Regions from separate parts of the Anas platyrhynchos genome. Here region 1 is linked to region 2. Evidence: chromatin contacts called from public Hi-C data. All regions are on one chromosome and are shown on one strand. Each heading gives the region's core, a stretch centred on a gene start, on an enhancer-like site or on the middle of the called end of the contact. The rest is flanking DNA. Distances are from core to core; before and after follow the strand shown.

Region 1 (5,773 bases), core at 120-2,619, 180 kb after region 2:
GTGGGGCGACCCCCGGAGCTGCAACCCCCGTGGGGACACCCCTCGCCGTCGGGGGGTCCCCAGCCGAGCCGGGGGGCGCAGGGGGGACCCCGGGGGGCCGGGCACTCACCGCTGGCGTTCTTGCCGCAGATGAGGTGCTGGTAGGGCTGCAGCAAGCCCCACAGCTCGGGGTCGTTGTTGACCGTCTGCTCCAGCGCCTCGAGGGTGAAGCGCGGCCCCTCGGCGCCCTCCTTCTCCTTCTCCTTGTCCTTCTCCTTCTCCTTGTCGGCCGGGGGGCGGCCGGGGGGCGGTAGGGGGGCGGCGGGGTGTCCGGCCAGCACCCTGGCGTGGATGTCTCGGAAGAGGCTCTCGGTGCCGGCCGTGAGGTAGATGGCGGCGTGCTCGTGGATGCGCAGGGCCACTCGGCTGTCCACCATCCAGCGGTAGAACTTGCCCACGGAGAAGGCGAGCCCGCAGCGGGCCGATTTGCCCCGGCTGAAGCGGTCGCCGCCGCTGCCGCTCATGTTGTAGAGGGACAGGGCGCCCAGAGCCGCCGCCGTGCAGCGGGCGGCCAGCGTCCAGCCCAGCACGATCTCCATGGCGCTGCGCACCTCGTGCTTGGTGCACTTGGCGAAGCGGAGGCTCAGGCGCTGCGCCTCCCGGGCGATGCGCACCAGCGCCCGGCTCACCAGCGTGGACAGCCGCGCCGCCGCATCCCGGTTGCCGGCACCGACGCCGCTGGTGACACCACCGACACCACCGGCAGCGACACCGGCACCGCCCGGCGGCCGCGGCTCCCGGCGGGGCGGCGGCGGCAGCAGCAGCGCCTCCACCTCCTCCAGGCTCCAGGGGACCTCCTCGAGGTCGGGCAGGAGCCGGGCGCACTGCTGCCCCGCGCAGTCCAGCACCTCCGAGTCTTCCGCTAGGACGGTGTTGACGGTGTCGAAGCTGTTGTGGCGACTGTGCATGGAGCCAGCTAGGGGCGGCCAGCAGCTGCCTCCATAGGGGTACGTGGGGTGCGAATCCGAGCAGCACAGCGACAAGTTGGACGAGCGCACCGAGTCCGCCGCGCCACCATAGCCGGAGTCCAGCGTCAGGTCTTCCAGCGTCCTCACCGCCGTCTTACCCCTCCGGGCCATCGCCGCACTTCATGCTGCACCCAAGGCGCCCGGGCACGGAGCGGAGGAAAAGCTGGGGACGGGGAGGGGGCAGCCCCGCTGGGCTGGGCCGAGCCGTGCTGAGCCGAGCCGAGCCGAGCCGAGACGAGCCGAGCTGGGCTGAGCCGAGCCGTGCAGCCCCGCTCCCCTTGGCCGCGCACCGCCGGAGCCGCCCGCTGCCTGCTGCCGGCCCCGCTCCCGGCCCGGCTCCTGCACTGCGCCGCGGCGCGGGGTGGGCGGGGACATGCAAATGACCCTCGAGCGCCGCGGCCAATGAGGCGCGCGGAGGAGGAGGGTATGCAAAATACCCAGAGCGCTTCGGCCAATGGGGACGCGCCGCCCGCCGCCAGGCTCCGCCCCCCGGCGCTGCGCGGTGCTGGGCGCGCACCGGCGGCGGGGCACGGCCCGGGGGGTGGGGGCATGGGGGGGGGAACGGGGAGCGCCGGGGGGTGAGGGAGGGAGAGAAGAGCCCTTAGGGAAGCCTAAAATTGGGAAATCTGCGCGTTTCTGAGCCTGGAAATTAGGAAATTGTGAAATTAAAAAAATCTCGACATGGCAAAATGGTGAAGTTCCAAAAATCTGGGAAGCAGAAAATCTCGCTGTGTTCCAATCTTGATGTTTTCCGATCTTGAAATCACAAAAAGAGCAAAAATCTCGCTGTTTTCTTGCTTTGACACAGCAAAATCTTGCAATTTTCAAACCTCGACATCTTCAAACCTCAACGCTACCAAGCCTTGAAATTACAAAACCTGGAAGTTAACCCTCATCGAGGCTTGGGGAAGTAAGATCTCTTTTAGGATTCCTGTTGTGTTTCCTGCACGCTTTCGGGTTCCCCGTGCGACACACAGACCACCTCTCCCCAGCTAACTTATTCCAACCCTACGTTGCCTGCCTCGGCGCTATTGGGAACTGCCTGGCTGACAGCCCAGGCAACAGGCTGGGAGGGTGCATACTGCATTCAGTGTTGACAAAATGCTGTATCCTTTTAAGCATAAAACACCGGCAGAAATCCCATCCCTTCAAGTACAAGAGCCCAGCAAACGCGTTATCGTGCCAGCAGAGCTGGCCAAAATTCCCCAGCAGACGAGGCACGGCGTGCCGGAGCGGTGCCCGACCCAGGGAGCACAGCCTGGCGTGCCTTCAACGTAAACTTCCTACAGGAAAGGCACAAATGCAGCTCTAGGTAGGCTAATTTGTCGGGCGGGCTGGGGAAAGCTACGGCACGGCCAAAAACACTGAGGGGTTGCCTTCCCCAGCGGGTCAAGTGCTGTCGGAAACCGGTTTGTGAGCGTAAGCTTGGCGGTTCCACCAGACACGCTGCAAAAAGCTGATTTTTTATGGGAATACACGGGCATCGTAAGCTCAGCGGTGGTCACAGAAGGTAGCAGGGCTCAGGACAGGAGCAACCCCAACGACAGCCGCTGGCAGCCTGCAAAGAAGATGCTCAGGCCCCCGCTGACAGAGCGGGGGGACCATCAAACTGGGGAGCGTGCCTTGAGAGCACAATCATGCGGACTTCGTGGCTGTCCAGACCAACATCTCGCAGCAGAGCCCTCTGCTGTCCTCAGCCCTTCAGTGCGGAGCCTGCTCGGCTTCCAGGCTGCTCAGGGAAATCCTCCAGCTCTCAGTTCAGTGGGAGAACGGGTGCATCTCCAGGCCCAAACACCTCGTGTTGGGTATTTTTCTGACAAATGCCACCCACCTGACCTTGTCCCTACGCTTCCAGGAAGCACCGTGGCTCTGCGCTGACCGCAGGCAACAGGAGGTGAAAATTAGGGGAATCCCAAGTTTGGGGGAGTTTTGTAGCAGATGGTGGGTTGTGCTTCACGGCGTGCACCCAGGAAGGGTGGGCTGAACAAATGAGGGGGGCGACTTGTTCACCACCCTTGTAAAAGGGTTGATGTTGACCTTTGAGGCACTGTTTTTAGGCTACATCATTACCCACACATCTAGACAAATAGGACAAGTGAGAAGAGGGCAGCTGTCTCAGGCTGCGTGTAGACTCGGGCATTTATGGCACTGACTCAGAGTCAGCGCGTACTTCAAAAGATCTCCTGGCTACTAACTACAGAGAGTTTTTCTTTTCATTTTAATGCGGAAAGCAAGATATTGGGCCTCACTAGAGATTTTGTCCTTGTAGCGAGATCCCTATCACCTCCCATGTCATGCCACCAGCCTGGAAAAAGTCGCGACGCCCGGACGCACCAAGCGCGTGTCAGCGCCGGGCTGGTTCGTGCTTTCCTAAGGAGCAGAGAGACCTGACTCATTTCTTCGGGACGACTAATTACCTTCTCACCACACGCTCAGATCAGTGCAGGGCAGCCGTTCTGGATCTCCAGCTATCTTTGGGTGCCTGGAGGTCCTTGCCTTCCCCAGGTGCGGCCTGCTTGGCTGCTGCAGCCCGCAGCGAGCTTCGGCATGGTTTGGAAGGACATCTGACAGCGCTCCTGAGACAGGGTGACTTTGTTCTGGAAACTGCCCTGGGAGAAGATGGGATCAAACGGTTTGGAGGGAAACACGCCTCTGCGACAAGAGCACTTCCCCATGGGGTCAACAGCCCTCAGCTTTCATCCCAAAAACGCACCACACCTCCCCTGCCCTGGGCAGGCGGGCAGGTGTCTGCAGCCATACCCTACTGTGCGAGCCAGCTGGGGTCATTTGCCTACCAGACAAAAACATCCACTGAAGAAAACAGAGTCCCTTTATATGTCACATGCTCGGGGAGGGGGGACGGCAATTTTCAGCTAGTTGGAGACCTGGACATTAGTTATCCTGACAGAGCTGGGGATTCAGACAGGAGCTGATTAAGCACCCTCAGAGGATGATAAGTGCCAGCCAAAGCTCTGAAAGAGGTAAATTGAAACACACTTTAAAAAGGTGCTCAGGGCAAGTTGAAGCGAATGGGGAAATTAGAGATTGCGTGGGGAGAGCAAGAAGTGCCACAGCTCTTTGCCTTTCCTTCCCCACCCAGCGAACTGCCTGCAAATGGCACCTTGGTGAGAGCCGCAGGGCCAAGCCCGACTGCAAGCACGCTGGCAGGCGGAGCAGGAATGTGCCTGGGATCAGGCCACTCGGTTATTGTACTCCAAAATTCAACGCGCTGCCACGTCATAACAGCTCAGATCAAAAGCAGCACTCGCAGTATCTCGCAGCTCTATCTCGGGCTGGCAGCAGCAAGCAGCAGGCCGCACCAGGGCCTGGCTTGTGTTGCTGGGGATGTCCTGGCGCTCATGTTTCTGATCACAGGGGGTTCGTTTACAAAGCCAGGCTGTGATCCTGTACCTGCAAAGCATGTGTGAAATGCACCTCCCTGGCAAAGCAGCCTCTGGGGCTGCAGCTTGCCTGCAGCCTGCACAAAGCCACCCGTCACAGATGGAGAGATTGGAAGGAAAGGAGCGCTGCCATCACAGGTAGCATCATCCCCCAAGGCCTTTGGGTAAGAGCTGCCAAGCGTTCAGACAAGAGGGCTCGTGGAGGAGACTCCTGGTGCTGCTTCTTGACCACGTGCAGCACCAAAATGAGCAGGGGTGGGTGGCACGACAAGGCCACCAGCTCACTGGGACTCAGTCAAAGGACTGCCCAGCCCAGCTGCACTCTTCTGCTCTGCAAAAGCAACAGCTCCTACATCCCATTGAGCTCAAAGCCCTGCCAACTTTCTTCCTGCCATGCCCATGCCCCTGTGTGCTGAGAAGGGAGCGTGGTGGGGGTGTAGAAACCCGTGCCTGGCTGGGAGGAGAGCGATTCCGCAGGATTTCTGAGAAGCTGCTAACTGGGGACACTTGGAGAAACTGCCAGCCAAAACCAAATCATAGATAAAACCATGCAGACCGTGTCTGTGGTACGTTTTGGATGCCAAAACCATAAATGAATTCAGAGAGATCTGAAAATTTTCTGGAGGCTAAGACCACTGGTAGCTATTGATCACAATGATGCACATGCAGTCTTCCCATCTCTGGAAGTTTCTCAACAGTGGTTTGCCAGAAGTGGTGAGATTATGCCAGGGGAAGGAGCACTTTGTGATCACTTGGTTCCTCATGGCTCTGTAGCTGGCAGCTGCGAGAGAAGAGACACAGCAATGCAGAGACAGAGCCAAAGCCCCCAAGGCAGCCGTTTGGTTGCAGCCCTCACTCCCCCACCAGGGGAGAGCACTACCGCCAGCTCACCAGCTTGGTTCCGAGGTCTGCACGGCCAACACAGCCATGCTTACTGTCCTTACAAGGTGTCCTAGTACTTAGGAAGGATCAACTGCAACCTCTACACACCTCTTGACAGATTTGTCTCTTCTTTCCCCCAAACCACACATGATGAAGACTCTACAGCTTCCCTGGATGGTCTGTTTCAGTCGCAGTGCTGCTAGGAACAGCCTTCCTAGCATCTGACCTACAAATGTAAGGAATAAAAAGATGCTCCCAACCTTTGTTAGTGGACAGGGCAGACATCTCTACGTTACTTTCTTTTAGGCAGCACTCAAAGCATAGAGAGCCAAGCAGGATACACATGGAGTTATCCTCCAGCCAGCAGCTTCCCATAATGTCACTACACTCCCCAAAAGCACAGCAGTGTTTGCATGCTTTATGTGCAGTAAGAATATACTTACATGCTATGTTTTGATCAGAACTAAAAGAAACAGGACTAGC
Region 2 (5,568 bases), core at 382-2,881:
GTACCTGTACTGCAGAAATACCAGGAATGGGCTAAATGAACTTCCAAGTTCCAAACACAGGAAGAACCTCGGTAAGCTACATTGCTTAGTGCTTTCAGGGACTCCGGCTGCAGTGCTCTGGCACTGCAGCAGGGGGAGTGACAGCCTTTCCAATGCCGCTCAGTTCTAGCATCAGGGAGGAGGACACTAAACTGTTACACTCACTAAATCACTTCCTAAACTGGGATGAGGAAATAATTCAACACGTGAGTTTCCAGCACTTGAAACAAAGCACTCTGTAGTTTTAGGGTACCCATGCCTCATGTACCACAGGAAGTGGAAAAAAAAGGGTCTTCATTTACAATGCATATCTGATACAGAAATTTCTCCTACCTGTGTCTTCCTCTTCATCATACTTATCCAAATCATACTCAGCCAATTCATCGTCAGTCAGCTTTTCAGCGTTTTCCTCCTGGTCGTCATTTTTAGGAGAAGACTCAGCTCTTTCAGCAGCGGCAACGTCCATGCCATCTGCCGTCTGGCCCTGCTCATCTTCATCGCTATCATCAGCATCCTCCCTGTTCAAAGACAGACATCCCTTGAGGAAACGACACAGACTGAGCACTTCCAGAAAATCGCTTAGCGGACTGGTAACAAGATTTCAGCACACAGTCCTGGCTGTTCATGTGAATCTCCAGTCTTTATATCAATAATTAGGAGATCTACTCATTCCTTTCCTGTCTTTTCCCAAAATAAAAGACACTGTTGTTCTCAGGTTGCCAGAGAAAGTTTTATCTTACACATTTTCCTAACAAAGCGTGGCATAAGTTTTCTTTGGTGGAACTAAACTGAAGCGTGTCTAGATCACTTTCTCTCGCATTTACTTGTGGATAATTCAGTTTCTGTAAACTTTTGCAAGGAATCCAGCAGAATTGGACAGCAGACGTGGACTGAGGACCTAATGGGGCTGCGCCAGGCCCCTTGGTGCAGCACACTGCCGAGCAGCACATGCTGCCCTCCTGCACACACAGGCAGCAACCAGCCAAGGTGGCTCTCACGTGTGGCTGGACCTGGTGATCCTGGAGGCCTCCTCCAACCGCAGTGACCCTGTGATTTCCAATGCAAGCATCATCTGTCTGTTCAGCGGACGCACTTTGCCTGGCAGTGCCAGAACTGGAAAGGATACAATTAGGGATGCTAAACTGAAGCCTGAGCGCCACCCCCTCGCTGAGGGCGCACTCAGCCCCTCACCCACCCCCCGTAAAGCCATGAACGAGGCTGACCCCAGCGTTAACCCCGTGCCCCCCCCACCCCCCCAGCTCACCTCAGCCGTTCGCGGGCCTCCCCGACGAGGCGCCGGAGCTCGTCGCGGCTCAGCTGCACCTGAGGGGGGACACGGGGCCGTTAGAGAGGGACCGGGAGGGACCGAGGGGACCGTGAGGGGAGACACCGAGGGGATTTGGGGGACACCGAGGGGATTTGGGGGCGCTGAGGGGGTCCTGTCCCCGCTCCCCCCCCCCACCTTGTCCGGCGTCTCCTTGGCAACGCCGCGCCGCACCCAGGCTGCGCACGGCACCGGGCAGCTCATGGCGGCGCCGCGTGCGGGGCCCGGCGCGCGGCGGTGCCGTCACGGGGGGGGAGGGAGGGGTGGGTGGTGTCATCGCTGCGCGCCTAGGAAGGGAGGGGCAGAGGCGGGGAGGAGGGGCGGTGGGAGGGGGGGGTGTGTGTGTGGAGGGGGCTGTGGGGGGGTGTTGGGAGTTAATTAGCGGGGCTGGGAAGGGGTCTTGGTAATTGGTCGGTGCCCGGCTCGCCCTGCAGCGGGAGCATAGCCCAGAGGGGGCACACACGCGCCTCCACAAAGGGGGGAAAATGGGTCGGAAACACCTCACAGAGCCGCAGTTACCAGTGAATAGCTGCTCTTTTCAATCACAGAATCATTAGGGTTGGAAAAGCCCTCCAAGATCATCTGGTCCAACCATCCCCTTACCGCCAATGTCACCCTCTGACCATGTCCCCAAGCACCACGTCCAACCTTGCCTTGAACACCCCCAGGGACGGTGACTCCACCACCTCCCTGGAGTTGTTTTGTGCCTGGAATCTCTCTCAGACCCATTTCTTAGCCTCTAATGAGCAGAGCTGAATTTCATTTTCTCCCGAGGCACCTCTGCAGAGTAAGGCAAGACTTGACAGCAGCGAGTTTCACTGTTTCAGTTTAGTCACCTATTCTGGTGGCAGAGCCTACTGCCTGTCTGCTTGTCCAAAGTGAAAAGAACCAAAACACTGTCCCTAATTCTGGATCCGCTTATGCAGAATTTGAGGCATATGACCCATCCCAACCTACCTGAGGAGACAAGTGCCAGGTAGTTCTCATCCATGTCTCATCATAATGGTTCACCTGGGTGAAGGTACCTGGCTAAGCAGAGTAAACTTTTATTCTGTCATGGGCTTACCAAGTGAAGAAGAGCAGGGTCAGTCGGAAAAAAACGTCTCCTCTGAAAGGAAGGATCAACTTCTTTTTTAGGGTATGTGTCAAGGTGCTTGGAGAGTATTACCCTTCATGCTAAGTAAGGGCGAAGGAGAAAGGAGACCTGAAGAGATACAGAAGCCACCAGTCCCAGTAAGCGTCCCAATAATTATTTGAAAACTAGCAAAAAAAGGGTGCTCCAGAGTCCAGGGCTCTGCAGAGACCTTGAAATATCTTGAAACTGTCAGAAACAGTGTAAGTGTTTCTAATGTGGCAGCTGGAAGGTACTACAAGGCCATGAGAAGGTTCATACTACAAATCCTACGGGCTGTAAGCAAGAAAACAAAGGGAATTTTATGTGTTTTGAGAGAAGTGATGCTGCAGGCTTGTTGCTGTGGTTCAGCTCACCTCTTCAGATGAGACAAGGGTAAAGGCATTGATACACTAACACTCAAAAAAAAATAAATCTTCTCTCAAATGAGCTGCAAAGTATGTGTTGCAGTCCCAGAGATGAACAGCTAAAAGGGAAGTCACAACATCAAGAAATCCTCTAACTTTGGACAGACATAAAGAAGGGCTTATGAGTGGCTTTGAAACACCAAGGGCAGCCACAAAAGTCCTCAAGGTTACCTTTTGATTCTCTGTTTGCATTCCCTAGGTATTGCTCTGAAATAAAGAGCATGAATCGGAGGAAACCAAAGGAAGATCAGATCCCAATAGGGCAGTATCTTGTCAGGGGAGACAACATACCCTGCTTGCACACGGCAGCATAGCCTGGAGGGAAGCACTCTCGTACTGATAGCTAGGCATAGGCAAGTTTTCAGGTGGTTGAAACAAGGCCGCTTTGGTTTTCTTTCATCCATGATCTCAGGGTGTTCTCTGGGAGATCACCAACCTCCCCGCTTTAGAAGATAAAGCATCCTTGCGCCAAGGCTTATTCTCCAAAATCTTAGGTTTTGCTTACCTTTATGGAATAAACTAGATCTGTTACTTATCCATTAGCTTATTTTTTATTTCTTTATGGAGCATCTGTTTCCCCCAAACGTGCCCTGAGAATTTGGGAAAACTCTATCAGCCCAGCACTAACTGCTGTAAGATACTGCTGGAGCCAACACAAAGGAAGAGGGAAATCCAGTCAGCGATCACTCGGCAAGCTGGAAGAAGGATGGCTGGGTGTGGAGAACAGTCACGTTTGTCCCCCAGTTGAGAAAAATGACTTTAAATGTATTGGTAGAAATCCAGTAGAGGGGAAAAGGGTAGTGTGGGAGGTGAAGAACCAAGAAGGACAAGAGGGTAGGACACAGTCAGGGCCTCAGCAAGCCTCACACAGAAAATGGATGAAGTTGAAAATAAGCATAAAATGATACAACACACTAGGGCTCTGCTAGTAAAGGAAAGTCAGTAAACATATGGGCATGGGAAAAACCAACTGGCAGAGCTCCAAGTGCTGTGGCTCTGCCAAGATATGCAAGTTTTACTTATAATTGTTGTTCTCACAGCTGGCAGGGGGTGGGGCCTGTGTGCCTTCGTGTCAGTGTACACATGGGTGAGCACTCAGAGGAGAAAGGGTACGTGTGAGTGTGTCAGGGCACCATCACATCTCCGTGGGCAGATGCACTCATGAAAACACCAGAAGACTCCCACCCCTCCAGCTGTGCTGCACCACGGCAGTGAAGGGAGATGCTAGGGGCTCTATTTGTCTCAGTGGTGGGGCGTACTTGCTGCTTGACTGTCTAAGAATATGGCCCAATACCAGTTGCTTCAAGTATTCATGATTTCAGGAGAGACCCTTTTTTTTTTTACATGCTTCTTCGCTCATAGAGCAGAGGGGCTGAGAAGCTCTAGAAGGGCAGAGAGGCAGCAGGGCTGTGCTATGTAAAGCAGCATCCTGGGCTGCAAGGCTATCTGCGCAGATTTGTGGATGTCGTTTTAGATCTTCGTAGCAAAGCTTGGAGATAGACAGCCCACACTCCTACTCTGGAACAACAGCCCCCTTGAAACACTCGTTTTTTAAAAGAGAAGAGAGAAGGGAAGGGAAGGGAAGGGAAGGGAAGGGAAGGGAAGGGAAGGGAAGGGAAGGGAAGGGAAGGGAAGGGAAGGGAAGGGAAGGGAAGGGAAGGGAAGGGAAGGGAAGGGAAGGGAAGGGAAGGGAAGGGAAGGGAAGGGAAGGGAAGGGAAGGGAAGGGAAGGGAAGGGAAGGGAAGGGAAGGGAAGGGAAAAGAAAACTAATTGAAGCAGCTTTCATTAAAATATAAAGGTCTCTTGACATAGAAACATCTGATATTGCCGCACTTACAAATATGCCTGTATATGCCACTATGCAGTTTAACTTTTAAAGTTATTATTTCTGACTGGTTTAAGTGATACTGTTATTTTCTAAATAATCTAATTTAAACTGAGATGTAGAATGATCTTTTTGGTGTGTGTTACACTGATGCCTCTGCTGCTGATGCCACCAATAGACCTACATCAAGCACTTCAGCCAGTCGTCTCCTGTTTGGACAATACCGGAGGGTTCTCTTGGGTAAGCTTTACTGTGTGACACTGATGTTTTAAGACATCACTGCCCACTTCTGCCTTATAGAGGAGAAAACACAGCAGTGGGCAAGACTGTCCTAAACCTTTATTATTTTAGTGAATGTGTGCCAAAGTCCTCGGTTTCTACATGTTAAGGTTGTCCAGAAAACCTACAAAAAATGTGAACTGGCTGTAACAGAAGCACAGATGATTTTGCAGAGAATGCAGAGCAATGTTGGTAATGGGTATGTCTGAGCTTCTCTATTTTTCTCAGGGAAGAGTTAACTCAGATGCCCATAAATAATACTAAATTGCTCCAGTATTGATGTTATCCTTGGGAAAGGTGACAGACCAGACCAGTTTCTTACAAGTGAAGCTTGCTTTGCTTTTTTCCCCAGTGAATGATACTGGGAAAGGAAGGCAAGGAGGCCTACATCTGCTACTAAATTTTGACATTTGTCGCCTTGCGACCTGTCTTTACCACACTCAGCTCCTGGACAGCTGGGCTTGCAGAGCCCGCAGGCACCTGACAGTGCCAGGATCCTGGTCTGGAGTAACCCTGTCGCTTGGAGCAATGTTTCACTCGCATAACTCACACGTATGGATTT

What was found. A called contact is a pair of places that touch in the nucleus more often than the background predicts.
Region 1: a contact with region 2 is called in a Hi-C map of subcutaneous adipose tissue, with 4 times the contacts expected there. The contact joins the promoter of ABTB3 here to the promoter of PWP1 in region 2. A contact is called at or near these places in 2 of 8 Hi-C or Micro-C datasets (skeletal muscle and subcutaneous adipose tissue).

Annotation. Positions count from the first base shown.
Region 1 is chr1:56,789,579-56,795,351 of IASCAAS_PekinDuck_T2T, forward strand. ABTB3 (ankyrin repeat and BTB domain containing 3) reads right to left here and starts at 1,370. Exons shown (of 17, transcript XM_072038274.1): 1 at 110-1,370. The coding sequence starts at 1,118.
Region 2 is chr1:56,612,181-56,617,748 of IASCAAS_PekinDuck_T2T, forward strand. It overlaps PWP1 (PWP1 homolog, endonuclein), which reads right to left and starts at 1,632. Exons shown (of 16, transcript XM_027449914.3): 1 at 1,502-1,632; 2 at 1,304-1,362; 3 at 373-557. The coding sequence starts at 1,567.